2 separate regions of the Mus musculus genome follow, and region 1 is linked to region 2. Evidence: chromatin contacts called from public HiChIP or PLAC-seq data. All regions are on one chromosome and are shown on one strand. The core of a region is the stretch at or near the end of the contact, and the rest is flanking DNA. Distances in the headings are between cores, read along the strand shown.

Evidence for each region. HiChIP or PLAC-seq counts read pairs in DNA pulled down with a chosen protein or histone mark.
Region 1: a FOXA1 HiChIP or PLAC-seq map of pancreatic cancer cells shows a contact between it and region 2. The contact joins the promoter of Ccs here to the promoter of Ssh3 in region 2. A contact is called at or near these places in 1 of 15 datasets of contacts at CTCF or cohesin (the NIH/3T3 cell line), 1 of 115 datasets of contacts at active chromatin or transcription factors (pancreatic cancer cells) and 1 of 9 other capture datasets (pancreatic islet).

The regions. Positions count from the first base shown.
Region 1 is chr19:4,837,659-4,843,752 of GRCm38.p6, reverse strand. Ccs (copper chaperone for superoxide dismutase) reads left to right here and starts at 4,431. Exons shown (of 8, transcript NM_016892.3): 1 at 4,431-4,556; 2 at 4,850-4,922. The coding sequence starts at 4,518. Ccdc87 (coiled-coil domain containing 87) reads right to left here and starts at 4,387. Exons shown (of 1, transcript NM_207268.3): 1 at 1,225-4,387. The coding sequence starts at 4,271. The coding sequence ends at 1,704.
Region 2 is chr19:4,266,899-4,272,602 of GRCm38.p6, reverse strand. Ssh3 (slingshot protein phosphatase 3) reads left to right here and starts at 3,370. Exons shown (of 14, transcript NM_198113.3): 1 at 3,370-3,588; 2 at 4,018-4,058; 3 at 4,625-4,856. The coding sequence starts at 3,523. It overlaps Ankrd13d (ankyrin repeat domain 13 family, member D), which reads left to right. Exons shown (of 15, transcript NM_026720.2): 10 at 1-33; 11 at 1,004-1,161; 12 at 1,268-1,384; 13 at 1,474-1,637; 14 at 1,718-1,809; 15 at 2,054-2,423. The coding sequence ends at 2,267.

The sequences.
Region 1 (6,094 bases), core at 3,182-5,681, 570 kb before region 2:
GCTTAAAAAAAAATACAGCTACCTAGGCAGTCGTGGCGTGCACTTGAGAGGCAGAGGCAGGTGGATCACGAAATTTGAGGCCAGCCTGGTCTGCAGAATAAGTTTCAGAACAGTCAGGGATACACACAGAGAAACCCTGTCTTAAAAAAACAAAAATAAGTCGGGCGTGGTGGCGCACACCTTTAATCCCAGCACTCGGGAGGCAGAGGCAGGCGGATTTCTGAGTTCGAGGCCAGTCTGGTCTACAAAGTGAGCTCCAGGACATCCAGAGCTATAAAGAGAAACCCTGTCTCAAAAAAAAACCAAAACCAAACCAAACCAAAGCAAAAAACAAAACAAAACAAAAAATAAATAAATAAAATAGAAAATACAGCTTATTGCTATCCACGCCTCCCCCACAAGTGGGAGGTCAGCCCCAGGTGGCAGAAAAGACAGGAACCTTCCTGAGGACCAGCTTTCATGTTTGTACTAGGATTCATTCAAGCTTCCAGAGGAAGGAGACACCTAATAGTCCTAGCCACTATGACACCTGTGCTTCCAGCACAGCACGATAACCCTAATTAGATTCAAGGTCCACTGAACAAGAGGCAAACCATTCCTGGAGTTGAAAGTGTAGCTAACTACTCGGGGCTAGCGGAGTCACAGGTCTTGGAGGAGAATTTACAACCACTACTTTACTAAATGAGGCATTTGTCTTTATGCCCACAGATAGCATAGTCTGAACCCCTCATCAAGGACACCTTTCTTTGCAAAAGGCAGAGAGTGGTACAGAAAGTAACAACCAACAAAAATGTAGAGTCGTGGGAGGCAGAGGAAGGCAGAAAGATCTCTGTGAACTTGAGCCTTACCTGGTCTACTACACAGTGAGACCTTGTCCAAAACAAAACCAACCAAATCAAACAAAAAGAACGAAGAGGAAAACAACACACAGTGTGAGCAGTTAACATCCTGTAGGTGCCTCAACAAAACTTGCTAAGTACAGAAACTGATAACAATTGTTTTGCAAGGAAGGAAACTGGGGGTTGGAGGGTTTTTTTTGTCTTTTTCTTATTTTTAACTGTGTGTTTGTGTGATATGTTCAGGTGCCCACAGAGGCCAGGGGTGTCAGGTGCTGGAGTTACAGGTGGTTGCAAGCCCCCAGTGTGGGTTCTAGGAATCCACTAGGTCTTTTAAAATACTAGGCTATATCTCTCCAGCCGTAGAGACTTACTCTTCAGTATACACCTTGATATACCAAGTGGTTTTATTAACAAGTCCTGCCAACAATGTGTAAGCACTAGAAGTGACAACATGGACCCAGATCCTCACAGAGAAGTTAGGTGACTTACCATAAGTCATACAGGCAGGATATACATACATCTGTTAATTTCAGAGCCCTAGCAATCAAGGATTATGCTACTGGGCCTAAACAAGAGTGATTTGGCACTCTAAACAGCAATTCAGCACAGTGAGAAAGTCACTATATATTTTTTTAAGGACCATGGCTTGCTCTGTCTGACCTCTATTATCACGAACTCCAAGGGATCATCTGATATAGGATTTTGGTTGTCTTGTGCAGGATGGTTGACATACATGGGAATACCAAGTTTGGGGATCCTTTTATTTAGAATATCAAGAAAAAGAATCTCAATCTCTTTTAAAGTCATTGAGAGTTCTACGTGAGCATTTGGGGGTGAGGAAGGGTTTGGGGGCACTTGGCCGCCTTAGTGAGTAGTGGGAGTATTCCCGGGGGCCACTAACGCCTGGCTGCTGCTCCCTGTGAAAGTGCATGATTGGCGGAAGGTTTTCTGGGCCTGGGTCAGATTGCGAATCCGCCGCTGCTGCTGGAGCCAGTACAGCATCTCCACTTTGTCCTGCTTCATCTTCTTCAGATAGCTCCGCCCCTTGAAGGTCACTGGCTCCCCAAAGACTGACTCTATCCTTTCCAACAAGGAAACCAAATTAGATTCCATTCGATTGAGCTTCCTTTGGAGATAGCTACGGAACCGATTCTCCTCCAGTAACCGATTCATCAACAAATCAGGCTTTTGGAAGAAACGATTGGGATCAGAGGCTTGTTGCTCAAACCACTCCAGTCTTCCTAGCAACGACTCCCTCTTTTGAATGGGCTTCAGGACCTGCTCCCAAGCCTTGATCAATGCTGGTAGCTGTTGCAGGCGTGCATTGGAGCTGTATTTAATAACCATGTCTAGCCGATTCTGTTCAGGGACTTCCAACATGACCCACAGTCGTTTGAGACGCTGCTGCAAGTTATGAATGTAGGCTCTCCCAGGTCCTGAGCCATCCTCTATCACTGAGCTCCAATCCCATTTTCCTTGCATGAACTCTAGCTCTTCATCTTGCAGCAGGGGAGGGGGTTGCTGAATATCTAGGTACTCTTGGACAGGGACTGGTACCTCCACAGGAGCCTCTTTTTCATACATTTGGAAGATGACGTGGAGGAAATCCGACTCCTGAAAGGAGAGGTACTTGAAGTAGTCCTCTGAAGACACCGAGGGTTTCAGCCAATTCATCCATACACCGTGTCTGTTTGGTCGCTTGTCCCAGCTTTTGTGCCTTGGGAGTAATGTGAGAGAGGGCACCTTCTCAGGGACTGGCTTCGGAGTGCTTGTTCTTCTGGAGTAAAATCCAACCAGATTACGGTTGATGATTGGCATATGTTTATCTTGGTGTAGAAAAGATGAGGCCAAGTAGGAGGACCAATCTTTATCTGCTGAAGGCTCAATTTGGTCTCCTTCCTCAAAAGATAAGTGACTAACAGAGACTCGGCTCATCAACTCCTTGTAGACCTCTCCGGTGGTGTTCCCAACAAGACGATCCGCATCCATTTCTTCAATGGCTTTACCATCCAGTTCCCCAGTCAGATGGTTGTATAGGACTCCAGCCCCCTCAACGTGGAAAGAGTCGTTAAAGTATCTTTCAGAGAGTTGCACAGTAGCTACCTGGACTATAACTTGATCATGTACCTTCAAAGCAACAGTGACTGGCTGTGGGTGTAGTGGGATGATTCTCGGGGGTTGGAGATCCCACTTTCCGGAGGCTTCTTCCTCCTGCAGGCTTTTGATCATTTGCTGCAGTTTCTCTAGGTGGTGCTGGGCAGTTAGGCGCCGGGTAAGGACCCCGAGGAGGGGAGGCAGGCCAGAGTCCAGCAGGGAGTATCGACTCCACTCCATTCTCATGATCTTCATTTTCTGCTTCAGATCCTCAGCCACTATGTCCCGGAATGGCAGTGGTTTACTCTCTGAAGCCAAGATCAGCGGGGTGAGGGGATGAGGAGAGGGAGGAAGAAGGCACAACTCATCTGCCAGACTCCACCCCTCATGAAGACAAGGCATGGACTGGCCCCTTTGGAGCCAGGAATGGACTGGTGAGGTGGGGAATTGGTGACTCTCACTGCTGGGAGAATGACTAGGCAGTGGTACCATCGGTGAGGGTCTCGATTCAATTTCTTTATCCTTTATCATGGAGGGCACCCAGAGGAGCTGCTGTCTACTCTTCAGCTGGGGGATGGATTTCAACTCTTCCACTGGATCAGGTTCGGGCTCACTGGGGAAATCATATGGGCGGCTGAGTTGGACAAGGTAGTTCAGGTTGAGGCTAGAGCACGGCATGTGGTCTAAGCCAGTGCTGTGAGGCCAGGGGATTGGACAGAGCTTGAAAGTCCCAGGGGGACAGGGAGGAGGACGCAATTTGACTATGCCTCCCTGGGCGTGCTTTAAATTTAGCAGGGTCTGAAAATCAGCCAGCAGACAGCGATAGACATCAGGACTGGTGAGGAAAACTGTGCAATCCCTGGCAAGGTTTACTGCCAACCGGCTGAGGGTGGCTGATTCAGTGAAGACCCTTCTAGAGGTCGGCAGGGTCACCAGCAGGTGCAGGTAGCGTACGAAGAGCTGCTCACTACTGATCAGCACGTAGGACTCGAGCCGCTGCCGCAGCTTCTGGTTGTTTTCGTAGTCCAGAATGGGTTCTATAGGAGGTTCCCGCCAGTTGCACTTCAGCTCTTCTAGAATAACCTCAGTGAGACGAAGTCGGTCCTTGGCAGTTACTCGTGCCGCCCGCCCGCTGCTTGCTAGCCGCTTGGACACTTGGCGGCACAGCGGCCCAACTTTCAGCTTCGCCAGCGGGATGGATTGCAAGGGCGTGGCATCTTGAGAGGGGCGCTTCGGAGGCTCTGGAGGAGGCTTCGCCTTGCTGGGGAAGAGCGACAGCGGACTCAGCAACCGGTGGTAAATCGGCTTGAGGTCAGGTTCCTGACTGTGTGGTTCCATCTTTACCAGGTGGTTCCGGCTGAGCGGGTAGAGGACGCCAAATGGTTACTAAGGAAACTGCATCAATGCGCCTGCGCAGCCGGTAGCACTACCGGACAGCTCAGAGGCCTCAGCCTAGGGAGCGCACGCGCCAAGGAGGTGGAGCTAAGGGCGGCCTCCGAGACTCCGCCCATCCCACAAAGTAGAGTTGTGTTGGTCTCTGGACCCTACCGGTTCGGTGCGGCCTAGGCAGTGACAACAGCTAGGATGGCTTCGAAGTCGGGGGACGGTGGGACTGTGTGTGCGGTGAGTGAAAGCTTCATGTGGAGCCTCGCATAACTTCAGCCCTTGGGGTGATCAATATCTTGGGAAGCCAGGAAAGAACAGGCTCCTGGGGAGGTGAAATTCCGGGGTTAGGACGGAGATGCCCCTCACGGGAGGGGGGTTGGTGGTAAAGACCGCGATCCTGGAATGTTCATGAGATAATAAAGGAGGAATTTGAAGAGAAGTCAAGTGCAATGTGTGCAAAGAGACATAGGGGATGAGGTGGCGAGTAAGGATCATGTCTGACATGTGCCCTGGCCTTGCTTCCCTTACAGTTGGAGTTTGCAGTGCAGATGAGTTGTCAGAGCTGTGTGGATGCTGTGCACAAGACCCTGAAAGGGGTGGCAGGTAAGAGTAGACAATCTTTCTGGGATCAGCCAGGGGTTTGTGTTTAGCCGTATTCCGGTTGCATAGATGCAGAAAGAATGAAAGGAAGTTTCTCAGAGTCCGGGAGATGCAGAGCCTAGAGTATAGGCCTCAAGCTTTGCCTAGCCAGAGCTTTCTTCTAGTACAAACTGCCTGTCCAGCTGCTGAACAGCATGGAACTAGCCAGAGTATAGAGCACTTCCTACCAAGGGCATTCTAGAGGGGGAGGGGGGCGGGCATTTGAGGTCTGGCTTGGGAAATAGAACAGTTCTGAGAAAGCAGACAACATCCCTGGCCCAATTCAGGGACTTTAAGCCAGGAGGTCTGCAGGTGGGTGACCTGGCAGAAGAGGAAAGATATGAAAGGCAGAGTCATTTTCCTGACGCTAGAAACTGGCTGTTTTGGATTCTGTTAAATGTTCATTCAACCTTTCAGCCAGTATAGATTAGACACTGGGGGTTTCTGAGGGAAAATGTTTACCCCTATGCTTAGGTAAAGATCGTATAAGCTTTGGCAAAGGAGCGCTCCTAGAACACTTCCTTGGGAAGCCATGGTGGCAAAGGGAAAGAAGGAGATGAGAGTCTGAAGCCAGGACACTGGCAGGGGTGGGGTGGGGAACCCCAGTGCGTATAGTTCCACAGATGTACAGCTTCGTGCTTATTTTCTGTGTTTCTGTTTCTTCAGTGTTTGAACAGTGTTCATAGCTCAGTGTTGTCATGAGGAGTGAATTAGTTGATACAAGTCTTGAGCCTGTAGTGAGAGCCCACTCAATTTCAGGGGATTGTAAGAGGAAAGAGGAGAAAAGCTTACAGGCAAAGGTGGGGTTTTAGGAGGACGATTGAGGGGACTGATTGTTTTGTTTTATTTTGAGATAAGGTCTTTCTCCACATAGCCCTGGCTTTCCTGGAACTCACTATGTAGGCCAGGCTGGCCTGCAGTTCACAGAGATCTGCTTACCTTTACCCCCGAGTGCTGAGATGAAAGTTGTGCGTGCGTGCGTGCGCCACCACACCTGACCTGGAACTATTATTTGATTTATTATTAGTGAGTGTGTGCATGATGTGCTTGGAGGAGGGCTTGTGCATGTGGAGGTCAAGAACAACTCCAGAGCTGGTTCTCTGCTTCCAGCTGTCTTGTGTAGCATGAACAGTTCA
Region 2 (5,704 bases), core at 2,121-4,620:
CCGCCCCATTGAGATGTCTAGCAAAGTGCAGAGGTGAGGTCTGGGGGGAGATGGGGAGTCCCATCCGAGGACTTGGAGCACTGGCAGAATCCTGTCATCATGGAGTATGTCACAGTGAGGGATCTGCTCACCTAGTAGGCTCCTCTCTTGACTTTGCTCCAGAGTGTGGGAGCCATGTCTCTAACCACAGTCTGAGAAGCTAGCATGCACCTGGGCCCCAAGTCATACTCAGGTGATAGCACCAATATATTTGTTTTTGCTTGTTTGTTTTGGGCTTTATGATACAGGGTCCCACTTTGTAGATCTGGCTTGTTCCGGCTAATCTCCAACTCCAAACAGTCCAAGTAGTGAGTGGGCCTGCAGGATTCCTGACTTGTTCTTCTGTTCTATGAGCATGCACCAGGGACCAGAACACAGCAGCGTAGGAAGGGGCCATAGCTCTGCTGTCCACTGGCTTATATCACAAGGAATAACCCTCCCAGCTGGGAGTCTGGTTTCTTCTCCAGGAAAACAGATGTGCATCCTGATGTGCATGGACACAGTGGATGCAATCACGGTGGCAGTGCTTTGCAGCAGGTCTAACATACCGGTGCAGCGCCTGTGCCTCTACTCACACCCCAGAGCTCCCAACCCCTGGGCTATGCTCCACACTCAAGAACAGCACATTTTTGTATGTGTGTGTGTCCAGCACAGTGCTGAACTAGTTTTGGACAGAGGCAAGGCCCCAAGAGAAGCCCACAGGCTGGCTGTGGCCTTCCTTGTGCAGCTCAAAAGAGTGGCATGAAGCCATCATCAGCACCAGGACAGGACAGGGGCTGCCCAGGCTTTCCAGCCAGTGAGTCCCTGAGGGTAACAGTTAATAGGAGCAGACCAGGGAGAAGGGTATCACAGGCAGGCGACTAGAAAGGGTGAAGCACCGGGGTGTGTGTGGGTGTGTGTGTGTGTGTGTGTGTGTGTGTGTGTGTGTGTGTCCCTGACCCACTTGCTATGGTCGGCTGGATAGGTTCAAGGCAACACTGTGGCTAAGTGAGGAGCACCCACTGTCCTTGGGTGACCAGGTGACACCCATCATTGACCTGATGGCCATCAGCAACGCTCATTTTGCCAAGCTACGGGATTTCATCACTCTGCGTCTCCCACCAGGCTTCCCTGTCAAGATTGGTGAGAGGGCAGGCAAGGGGGTAACCAGGACTTGGGCATGATGCCCTCCTCAGGTTTGGGGTTACTGAGGGGTGCAGGCAGCTCAAGCCTGGCTCTCTCCCCTCAGAGATTCCCCTCTTCCATGTGCTCAATGCCCGCATCACCTTCAGTAACCTTTGCGGCTGTGATGAGCCTGTGAGCTCGGTGTGCGTCCCCAACTCCAGTTCTGCCATTTCTGCTTCAGGTATGACTATAGCTACAGGAGACATTCACAGCTGGTAGCTCTCTGATCAGCCTTAGGGCTGAACATGACCCTTCCGCTGCCCTGCCCAGGAAGCCCTTTTCCATGTGAGGTGGACCCCACTGTATTCGAGGTGCCCGAGGGATACAGTGTGCTGGGTGCTGAGCGCAGCGAGCCCCTTCGGGATGAGGATGACGACCTGCTGCAGTTTGCCATCCAGCAGAGCCTGCTTGAGGCAGGCACAGAGGCAGAGCAGGTGGGATGCAAGTGGAAGGTGGGTCATGGCCTCTACAGCCACAGGCCCAAGGTGACAGTTCTGGGCTCTGGCTGCTGCAGGTGACGGTGTGGGAAGCCCTGACCAACACACGGCCTGGCATTCACCCTCCTCCCCGAGTCACAGTGTTTGAAGAGCAGCTTCAGTTGGAGCAGTGAGTCCCTCAGGAACTGTGTGTGGGTCCCTGGCTGCTGGTGATGGGTGGGAAGCCAGGGAGTTCTGATCCAAGGGCTCCATGCCTTCACATGGCAAAATGCTGCTTACCGTGGGGAGCATGAAGAGCCAAAAGAGGGCCTGCTTGTCTCTGTCCCTGACACCTTGTTCTCAAAATTGCATGGGCTTGGCTCCTCCCCAAGCCTTCTCACTGGTCTGCTCTCCCCTCAACCCTTACCCTGAAGGGCCCTGCAGGAAAGCCTACAGCTGTCCACAGAGTCCAGGGGTCCAGAATCTCCTCAGAAGACACCTCCATCCCCTGCACCCCCAAGCTTTGAGGAGCAGCTTCGCCTGGCCCTGGAGTTGTCTTCAAGGGAACAGGAGGAGTTGGAGCGACGGGGTCAGCAGGAAGAAGACGACTTACAGCGGATCCTGCAGCTGTCACTCACAGAGCACTGAGTTGCCTGGCCTTGGGACGGCTCCCCAGGGCCATGCCTTCTGCCTGGTTTTGTAATTTATTTATTTATAAACTGTCTGCTGCTGAGCTTGGGACCTGGGCACTGAAGATAGGCTAGCAGTGAGACTGAGGTGGAAATAAAGAGACCATCAGCAGTAGGCTTGCTGTCCTGCGTGGTCTGGAACCAAGGGGACACTGGATGGGGTTACTGATGGGTAGTCCTCGCTGGAGCTGGCACTGAGCAGCTTTGGAGCCTCCATTTCTACAGCTAGAAAATAAGACCACTTCTCACGGGGCAGGAGTTCCTGGAGATTCTGAAATTTCCCTGGATGCTACCCCAACCCCAGGTTCTGCCTGCCACCCAGCCTGATGGTCCATACTCCCGCTGGGCTGGGTCTTCCTATTCTACCTACTGGGGGAAGCTCCCACCTCATCCCCAAAACTCAGGCACAGGTTCCCCCTGTTTCAAGTATTTTCTACCAGAATGAACCTTTAAGCAAGTCACTCTCTGGGGAAGGGGCTCAGCCCTGTCCTAGTCACCCCTAGGGTGGACCTGAAATGCGTACAGGTATTGGGGACTATTGCAAAAATTCCAAAAAGGCCTTCTGTTCTCCCAGATCTTCTCAAGAGTAGAGGAATGACAGCCAAGCAGAAAAGAGAGCAAGTTTGGAATGGGGTGGTAGATTTAAGACCCATTGCCTCCCAGGTATGGTGGCGCATGCCTCTAATTCTAGTGCTTGGGAGGCAGAGGCAGGTGGATCTCTGGGTTTTAGGCGACTTGCTCTATATAATGAGTTTCAGGTCTGTCAGCTACATAGTGAGACCCTGTCTCAAAAACAAAACTGTTGCCCTTGCTCCTTCCTTTCCAAGAAACCATAGCATAAACCAAACAGTGGGGGTCCAAGTCTTACTGGGTGCAGCAAGAAGGGTTGAAAGCCTTCTGTGGGCAAAGCGACCAAAGCAGGGAAAGTGAGGTCTGGGCTCACCTGCGCCACGCCCTTGACCACGCCTCTAGCGCGGTCGGGGCGGGGCAAGCTGAACCGAGACCGCAGGGGCGGGGCCGCTGTCGCTCGGTACCAGCTCTACGCGACCAGACTGGTCATGAGTCGGGCCCTTTAAGGGCCGCTCCCGAGGAGGTGCCAGGCCCTGGTGGCTCCAATCTCTTCTTCCTGGTTGTGCGAAGGCAGGGACTGACCGTAAGGCTGAGGGAGGGGTCGTGCCGGGTGTTCGCCCAGGTGTTCCGGGCCTGCCTACCTTATGGCGCTGGTCACAGTGAGTCGCTCGCCGCCGGCAAGTGGCCACTCCACGCCTGTGGGACCCACGGTGAGTTTAGCTTGGTTTTACGCTCTTACAGTTGGCTGCCAAGGTAGGCCTTAGGGAGCAAGTCCTGCCCCTAGCAGACGGCTGGGAGTAGGCGGAGGGGGACCTTGAGTCTCACGTTTTAAGGCACTTGGGAGGCCCTGAGGCTCCCAGGAGCTCGACGTAGGTAGATGCGGAATCCTGAGAACCGCCCGGGTCTGTTGAAGCCCAGATCTGCCCAAATACCTCCCACACTCTGCAACCCCCTATCCTTGCAGCACTGCTGTACCTGGACTTAGGCCGGGTTTCTCTGGGGCCTGTTGGAGGGGAGCGGCTTCAGAGGAAAGAGATTTCTTTTCCACCTAGCGCTCCCTTGTAGGAAGAGGAGAGGCTTTTGGGTGCTTCCTGTCCTGGAAGCTGCTCTCTTACTCTATTCCCGGGCTGCTTTCTCAGCAGGACCGAGTGGTAAGACGCAGAGGCCGGCTCCAGCGCAGGTGAGTTCTGTCTGACAAATGCTTCCTTATAGCCTGTGGCCTAGCTGCTGCCATTGTGGACTCCTGATGTCTTGCTTGGACCAAGGACTCACTTAAGTATTGTCAGATAAACTCATGCTTAGGTGGGAGGCAGATGCTGTGGGTGGAGCTGGCAAACATCACATCTCTGGCTTGTGGAAGAACCAGCATGGTTAACTTAGCCCTGGCCAGTAGATGCTTTCACACATTACCTGGACCTTGGCTCGCCCAGTAATCCCAGGACCAAGGGCAGGATGGGACCTGAAGGAGTATAAGTGCTTAAACAAGTTTATAGCATCTGAGTCCACCCCGAAAAGGAACACATTCCAAAGGTGCAAAACAAGGTGAGGAGGAGCCTGAGAGCCCAAGGCTGGCTCTAGGTGCCTACCGCTATCAGGGTCCTGGTTACAAAAGTGCAAACTGTGCCTCACTCCGGCCCATCTGACTCTGGAGAGCGGGCCAGCAGCCCACTTCCGCCAGCCAGGGGACTCAGCCTCCCTAAAGTTTGAAAACCTATGACCTGAACCATGTCCCCATCGCTCTGCCAGGCAGAGTTTTGCGGTGCTCCGAGGGGCTGTCCTGGGACTTCAGGATGGAGGGGACAGTAATGTTGCATCTGAGGCTGACTCTGAGCCAATGGAGGAACCCTCAGGTGAGGAACAGCCCACCGAGGACCAGACTGACAAAGGGCAAGGACTCCAGAGTCCCTGGAAACAAGTGCAAAAGCGGCACCTGCACCTCATGGTGGAGCTGCTGAGGCCGCAGGATGATATCCGCCTGGTAAGGAACCACCCGGAGCTCATGTCTATCTAAGATCAGTGCTATGAGATCTGGGGCCACAACAACTCTGCCACTTCATCTAGAGACAGCAAGGCAAGGGCATATCTGTCTCTGGAGGGCTGGGAATGGACAAGGGAGGTTTGTCCCCTGTGAGCCAAGAGCTGGGGTTATATGAGGGAGGTCTCTGTTAATCCACAGGAGGCCTCTGTTGATACTAGTGAGTTGCCCAGAGATGGACTCATACTCCCAGGGTTGTGTAGTACGCCTTGGCAGCTAAGTGCCAGTCAGGCGACCAGAGCACCCAAGAAGTCTGGGATCCCCTGGAACCTAAGGGCCAGCTCCAGAAAGTGTGTGGAGGCAGACACTTCTTGTTGGCAGCAAAGAATGAAGAAGATTCGAGCTTTGGAAAAGCTGTTTAGAACAGAAGCCCTAGGGTTTTGTTGTTTGTCTTTTTTCTTACATGTTTTGGTGTTTTGCATGCATGTATGTCTGTGTGAAGGTATCAGAAGCTTTGGAACTGGAATTACAGACTGGTGTGAGCTGTCATGTGGGTGCTGGGAACTGAGTCTGGGTCCTCTGGAAGATTAGCCAATGCTTTTAACCATTGAGTCATCTTTCCAGCCCCAGGAATGTTGTTCTAAGCCATTATAAGATGAAATCTTTCTAGCATGTGTGAGGCCCTACATCTAATTCCTAGCACCACAAAAACAAAGATTAATATCTGTGGTAGGAGGCATTTCTCAAATAAAATATTTGCTAGTAGCAGGGCTAGAGAGGTGGCTCAGGGGTTAAGAGTTCTGACCGTTCTTCCAGAAGACCCTTAGTTCAGTTGTCTCTTGAAGGCCGCA